Regions from separate parts of the Mus musculus genome. Here region 1 is linked to region 2. Evidence: chromatin contacts called from public promoter capture Hi-C data. All regions are on one chromosome and are shown on one strand. The core of a region is the stretch at or near the end of the contact, and the rest is flanking DNA. Distances in the headings are between cores, read along the strand shown. Region 1 holds the start of Slc4a10 (solute carrier family 4, sodium bicarbonate cotransporter-like, member 10). Region 2 holds the start of Tbr1 (T-box brain transcription factor 1).

Region 1 (3,701 bases), core at 109-2,608, 240 kb after region 2:
AATATCTTAAGATTCAGTTCCATTGTATAATCTAAATGTCCTATGAACAAAACTGTTACTCTTAACATTACAGTATAAAAACTAGTAGTTTCCCAGAAAGCAATAAAAACTTATTTTAAGAATTGTATTGAAGATGAAAAAGTTATCCATAATTCCATCTACAATAAGAGATATATAAACTTTAGTGTATTATTAATATTATTTTATGTAAATTCCCACCATTAAGGATTATAAAATCTGGTGGCTTTTTAAGTTTATAATAAATTATAGCCATCCTCTTTTAGCTCCTAAGAGATTTTTATTTTTATATACTTTAAACTTTTATATTCTTAGTCTGAGGTCCAGGGATAGATGGATTTCATTACTTAAAATAGATACAACCAGGAACTGTTTTGGCCGCCCCCTATAATCTCAACATTTAAGACTAAGAGACAGGACGATAACCATTTCAAGGCTACTCTTTGCTTCTTACTGAGACCCTCTCTCAAAGACCTAAGAGATGGACATACAGCTCAGCGGTAAATATTTGCCTAGCATATCTGAAGCCCTGGGGTTGACTGCACATTCAGAAGACAGATCCCATAATTAATTTCAAGAAATATGTATGCAAAATGAATTCCATAATTATTTAAAGAATGTGTGTGTAGACCATCGCCAATGTCTTTTTTCTAATGGTGTTCTTTGACTCCTCTCCTTCCATGAATTACTTAACTAGTTAAGGCAAGGAATATATGCCTAAGCTACTGATCAGATTTGCCACCTTTTAATTGACCTTTAATATATTTTAGTCATTGCTATTGCTATTGTCAGAATATTTTCCATTCCTGTCTGTTTTGAGAGACAAATTTTAGAAAAAAATCCTTTTTAATAGTGTATGACTTGCCAGTTTCTCACAATTTAAACATAGTAAATGTCTATTTTACCACTTACATTTTTAAGTTAGTGAATGGTTCAAGCTCACTGACATTCTAATTTTGAAGTCATATTACCTCAAATATCATACTAAATGATAGTAGGTAAGAGAACTCCTATTTAGACTTTGCATTGACATCACCATATTTGAACTATTATTTCCTATTGGATTCTGGAATGCAGTGAGTGTCTTAAGGTGTCAAAATCAGACTGAACTGGTTAGAGGCCAGCATGAACTCATTTGTTTAAGAAGTTATCATCTCAGGCAAAATTCTCACTGCCCTTTGGACTTGTAGCATCATCGTCTGTACTTTATACAAGTATCCAGGTGTGGGCAGTGATTCAGGGCTTGGGGATCTCTCTTACCGGCCCAAGGATTCAAGGCAATCAGTGCAAAACCTGGCCAGCAGCCCGAGTGAGTAGGAGCCATGTGACTCTGGTGAGTTGGAGTGTGCAGTTGCCTCCTGCTTCAGAGCTACCTGATCCGAATACTAAGCAGAGCGAGTGCCCGGCTGAGTGGAAGACACTGAAGACACTGCAGAGCAAGGTGCTTTTTTTCCAGAGGTGTTACAGAACATGGAGATTAAAGACCAGGGAGCCCAAATGGAGCCGCTGCTGCCTACGGTAAGAGACAACCTGCTGTCAAATAGATTAACCGCTTTGCTGCTGAACCTGTCAGGCAAGTGGTACGCTGCTAGGTGCTGGCAGAGTGTACTTTTGGGGTGGTGGATAGCTCCCACAGCATATGGACAGGGTCTCCTCCCATCTCCGGAGACCAAAATGCTTAAAGCAGAGCACATGCTTTTTTTTTTTTTTTTCCCTCCTCAATATGGATGCAGCATGGTGATGAAATGTCTCATATTTGTTGCTGTTTGAAGAAATGGCTAGGGTTTAGCAGCAGGGACAGTTATGTGTCTTTCTCTCTGCCTGCTATTGCTTATCTTTCTGTTTCCGAAGATTTGCAGTGCTGACTCAAGCTCCTGCAAAGAACCCCCAAACCCCCTTATCCTATTTAGCCCTTAATACATTTCTTCCTGTGCTCCATCCTCAGGCAGTGAGGTGAGGGAATCTGCTGCTGTTTTGAAGCTCTAGAGATTTGATCTCAGCAGAAAACGGGAAAAGGGTCGTGTGTGTGTGTGTGTGTGTGTGTGTGTGTGTGTGTGTGTGTGTGTGTGTGTGAGTGTGTGTGGTCTGTCAGTTCTTTCTCAAATGGACGTGTGCCACAGTTCGTGTATGTGGAAGGTATGCGCTTTTGGAGACAGGCATACTATTCACATATGAGTATCTGAAAGGTTCCTGAACTGTCATTTGACATTAGCCCATTTGTTTATCGCTGGGTCCGTTAGCCGCCTGCTTGATTTAATATTTGGTGTGATTGATTTGCCTGTCTTCTACACAATCCCTCTGTCTGGCGCACAGACTTTGACTTAAGGCAGCATCCCTTTTAGTCTGGGGCAGCTCAAGGGAGGCGTGGGTGAGGGGTGGGAGGAGGTCAGTATATACATGGTGAAGCGGAGATGCCAAACGTTAGCTCCTAGCTTTCTATCAGCGTGATCATTGCTCAGAACAGCAGAAATCTCCGCAGCACCAAACCATGTAAGAGAGAAGCTCTTCGGTTGTGACCCACCTTGCAGACTAGGACCGCTGTAAACTGTCCTTTTCCAAATCCGTTCTCATCTTTCTAATACACAGTTATGTGATTCCGTAGAAGGATAGAGCAATTTCTGGGCCGCTGATTTAGGGCCTTAGGCTGCAGCCGGGTTCTAATGCCGCAAAAAAAGATCCCGGTTTGCTTCCTGCATCAGCTGTGGCTACTGAGCATGCCCAGTGTTCCCCAGGACACCAGGTTTGGATAGGGAGGGAGCAGAGAGGTGGGAAGAACACCAGTGTCACCACGAAGAACAGAGCCTAAATTAAGAGCAAGGACAGTGGTGGGGGGTGGGAAAGGGTGTCAGATAATTGGCCAGCACTGTCGTAAAGCTAGAGCCATTGTGTGTGTGTGTGTGTGTGTGTGTGTGTGTGTGGTATTTAAAAAAAACGAGTAAAAGATTTGTGTACCTTCTTAACTTGAATAGATACATAAATCGTGCTTCTGTGGTTATTCGGAATAAATAGTCTTAATGATACCAGGAGCTGTTTGTTCTGTAAACGACAGGAACTATACACAGGAATTACAGGATGGAGATTTAGGAAAGATTAAATATAGGGGGGAAAATCCCTTTTGTGGCAGGGGAGTGGATGGGGGTTGGGACTTGTCCTAGAAAAGCAGGCTGAAGCCAGTTTGATGTGGCTTATGGATTGTCACTTGGTGGGAGCAGTTAAAGGATTTAAGACCAAATGAGGATTATCTGCAGGGGTTTAGAAATGGATGACTTTACTGGGCTATGGGTTTGTGGCTTAAAAGAGCAAGGAACATAAAAGTTTGGCTAGAAAAGAGGAACTATCATAGAAAAGAATTAAAGGCCACATTTAAAAGTTTTCATTTCCTTGGTGTTAATGGATAATATAGAATAGTTTTACAGGTTAATGGTAACACAAGAACCATGTTAGCAATATGTTTTTAAAAAGCCTAAAAAATTAGGAAAAAATGGTGGTTTTGGCCCGATTTTATATTTGTATAGTGTTGTTTTTAACTTCTCCAATTGCTTTAATCAATAGAAAAAAAGGTCATTTCTGCTATGTAATAAATAAGAAATTGAGGCACATGGAGTCCAAATAAAATGTTGAAGGTTACATTGTAAGGAAGCCAGGCTAGACTATAGATCTTCAAAAACTAGTTAAAAAAAATC
Region 2 (3,906 bases), core at 471-2,970:
TCTGATCATCAACCTGTCCGGCCTATGGCCACCAGTGCCAGGTCTTGCTCCTGTGCCCTGTGGGAGGCTGCAGCTGGTACCCTCTGCAGCCACAGCGCCAAGCCTCCGAGGGAGGTGGTGCAGTCTGCTCAGTGCTGGCCGCTGCAGACCAAACTCCAGCACATCTTGAATCTGTTAACTCTTTTCTGACCATACCCAAGTTCCACCCAGCTTTGAACTCTGCTGCTCTGGCGGGGCTACTCAGACTGAAGGCTTGAAGGCAGAGGCACCATCTGGAGGAGATAGATTCCCAGACCCAGCCTGCCTGAGGCATGGGTGGAGTGTGAGCCTCTCGGTCCTGAGCCAGACAGGTCGCCTGGCACTCTCTTAGTCCCCCTGAGCTCACCACCTTGCTGGCCGAGCTGAGCTAAGCCCGGGGTTGGCTCTGCTTTTCTGCACCTCTTGCCTTCAGGGTTGGCCATGCCTGGACACAAGCATGAGCTCTGGGTTTATAGATCTCAGGCTCTCTTGGCTCGAGGCCGAAGGCTAGCCGCCTGTGAAAGCAGGTACTAGATCTTTTCTCTCTATACCTCAGAGTTGCTTGGGGCCTCGTATTACTTGTGCCAAAATCTCTTTACATCGATTCTTTTCGCTAATCCTCTTTTAAAAATTACTGGCATGGGTTCTTTTTCTCTCCCTCTGGATTATGTAAACATTACACACACACACACACACACACACACACACACACACACACACACACACACACACCACACCAGTCAGTAAGATCATCGCATTGACACCGCTTCCACTCTGTCTCCCCAGATCAACGCTTCTAGAGAACCCATTTGCACTGGGGACTCAGCCCTCTCTTTTTCCTGGCGAGGCTTATGAACCTGTCACCAAGCCAGTGCCTCGGAAAGGAGGAAGTGCGGTGGGGCTCAAAGGATACATGGCGCCCGCCCCCAGCTAGCTGCTCTTCAGATGATCTGCAACCAAGTTGGCTGATAAAATATTTAGTAACGACCCAGTAAACATGACTGCAAATACATTAAAGCACTTCAGCGCGACAGCTTATGATTATTTCAAAACTTAAAAAGGAGATCATAGATTGTCACTGTTTCTGTACCCCTGCCGGAAACCGAACCTTCCCGAGGTGGGTTGCTGGGTGGGTTAACTGCTTTGCCTCCTCTTCTCCTCTCTTAACGCTGTGGCTTTCAGCGGCAGAGGTTTGTTTATTTATTTATTTACTCGTGTAGTTTAAAGGTGGGGGAGGGGGCGGCAAGGACACGCAATACCGATTCAACAAAGCACAGGCTCAGGTGTGTGTGCTTCTGTGTATTAACTGGAAAAGACAGACTCTGGAAGTTTTACAGGGCGAGAAGAGGCCACCGGCTCGCGCTTTGTATACTTTGCACTTGAAATCGTTACATTCAACTGAATATTTGGCTCATTCAGATCCGAAAAGTCTCCTAGCATCATCGAATTCCCTCCTCCGCCCCTCCTCTCTAAAGAGAGGGGGGGGGGTAAGGAACTGTTTAGTAAATTGCACATCTTTGAATCTTCCTGAAGCAGTGGTCACAAAGCTTAAAGGTGACATAACAGAGCTCACGTAAACCAACACACTTTCCCCACCCCCCAAGCCAACAATAAAATCATCCCCTTCAATTTGCCATGATCGTCGCGACCAGGAGCCAGGTGATTATCCTAATTAATGTCTATCTAATTAAATTACTGTCAGCAGCTAACCAATGGCAAGAGCCGTTTCATCGGCTGCATAAGCAGCAAGATCAAAAGTGAGCCTTTTCTGATTGCTGCATAGTGTCAATTGGCCAATCTCTTCTCCCAGGGAAAAAAAAAAGTAAATCAAACCTTTGAGAAGCATTTGCTGGTTGAAGTGCTTTCTGTCTAGTGAGGGGTCTGTGGATTCCTAGTGTATGATAAACAGGACTTTAAAACCCAGGGACGGGAGGGCCAGCGTTCAGGTTCTAGAGCTATGCAGCTGGAGCATTGCCTCTCTCCTTCTATCATGCTCTCCAAGAAATTTCTCAATGTGAGCAGCAGCTACCCACATTCGGGCGGATCTGAGCTTGTCTTGCATGATCATCCCATTATCTCGACCACTGACAACCTGGAGAGAAGTTCACCTTTGAAAAAAATTACCAGGGGGATGACGAATCAGTCAGATACAGACAATTTTCCTGACTCCAAGGACTCACCAGGGGACGTCCAGAGAAGTAAACTCTCTCCTGTCTTGGACGGGGTCTCTGAGCTTCGTCACAGTTTCGATGGCTCTGCTGCAGATCGTTACCTACTCTCTCAGTCCAGCCAGCCACAGTCTGCGGCCACCGCTCCCAGTGCCATGTTCCCGTACCCCAGCCAGCACGGACCGGCGCATCCCGCCTTCTCCATCGGCAGCCCCAGTCGCTACATGGCCCACCACCCGGTCATTACCAACGGAGCTTACAACAGCCTGCTGTCCAACTCTTCGCCGCAGGGCTACCCCACGGCCGGCTACCCCTACCCACAGCAGTACGGCCACTCCTACCAAGGAGCCCCTTTCTACCAGTTCTCCTCCACCCAGCCCGGGTTGGTGCCCGGCAAGGCGCAAGTATACCTGTGCAACAGGCCACTTTGGCTGAAATTTCATCGGCATCAAACGGAGATGATCATCACTAAACAGGGAAGGTAATGCTACTTTCTTGGCTGCCGCTGTTCCAGGCGTGACCCTGGGCGAACGCACCCAAGTTGTGACCGCCGGGCAGCGACTATGTGGGGTCGGGGAGCGGAGTGGAGAGGCGCTCGGGTGCGTCCTGGAGTTGGCTGGTTTTGGAAAAGGGGAATGTGGAAGGGATAATAACCACCGTGATGTTGGTGGCGGGGAGCCTGCTGTGCCAATGCGGTCGGAGAACCAGTCAGTGGCTAGAGCACGACGGAGAGCCGCGGCCGCTCCTAGGCATTCAGAGCGACGCATCAAAGCTGGCCCGAGCCGACAGGTGGAGAAGCAGGCCGCCACCGGCTCTCCACCGAGCACTGATCCCTGTTGGTCCCCCACTGCAGAGCGCTCGCTGCTCTTCCCGACTTCGGCCCTACGTCTTCCCTTCTCCCACTACCCCCTTTCCTAGATCAGCAGACATTTCGTTCAGACACGCGGCGAGGACAAGTTTTGCTTAGCTTTCTGGCGCCCCGCTTCTTGCATTTAATCTTTAACATTTATTTTCCCTTTCCCCCCTTGTTTTCTCTCTCTTCTTAATTTAAACAGGCGCATGTTTCCCTTTTTGAGTTTTAACATTTCTGGTCTCGATCCCACCGCTCATTACAATATTTTTGTGGATGTGATTTTGGCGGATCCCAATCACTGGAGGTTTCAAGGAGGCAAATGGGTTCCTTGTGGCAAAGCGGACACCAATGTGCAAGGCAAGTCCTTCCAATTAACACGTTTTCTTGACACTTATTTAGGTGAGAATGATTAATTAAAGCCTTTTGTGGACTGGCTCGAGCGACTTTTTAAAAACGGTCGGCCAATGACTTCCTAAAGAAGAGAGGGACAGGGGACAGACAGAAAGGGGAGGATTATGCAAAAGCTATTTTAATCATTCCTAGTTAATGGGAAGAAATCGCGGCTTTAAAAAAAAAAGCCCAGCTAATGGTCCTCTCTGTGAAGGTGTGTGTGTGTGTGTGTGTGTGTGTGTGTGTGTGTGTGTGTGTGTGATATGGTACAGAGTTGGGACTGGACAGTAAAGCTATTTTAATAATTCCCAGTTAAGAGAAGAAAGTATGTCCCCCCAAAAACAGGTAATGGGTTTCATTGTTGAATGAGGTGTGTGTGTGTGTGTGTGTGTGTGTGTTTTATGTGCTAAGGAGTTGGGACTGGGCAGTGCCCAGAGCAGCATATGTAAACAAGCTATTTCTTTATTAAGGAAACCG

The links. Capture Hi-C pulls out chosen DNA fragments and counts their contacts.
Region 1: a contact with region 2 is called in a promoter capture Hi-C map of pancreatic islet. The contact joins the promoter of Slc4a10 here to the promoter of Tbr1 in region 2. A contact is called at or near these places in 1 of 39 promoter capture datasets (hippocampal neurons), 4 of 484 Hi-C or Micro-C datasets (brain, cerebral cortex and forebrain) and 2 of 9 other capture datasets (adipose tissue and pancreatic islet).

Annotation. Positions count from the first base shown.
Region 1 is chr2:62,045,157-62,048,857 of GRCm38.p6, forward strand. Slc4a10 (solute carrier family 4, sodium bicarbonate cotransporter-like, member 10) reads left to right here and starts at 1,359. Exons shown (of 26, transcript NM_033552.3): 1 at 1,359-1,536. The coding sequence starts at 1,489.
Region 2 is chr2:61,802,733-61,806,638 of GRCm38.p6, forward strand. Tbr1 (T-box brain transcription factor 1) reads left to right here and starts at 1,721. Exons shown (of 6, transcript NM_009322.3): 1 at 1,721-2,667; 2 at 3,242-3,396; 3 at 3,900-3,906. The coding sequence starts at 1,976.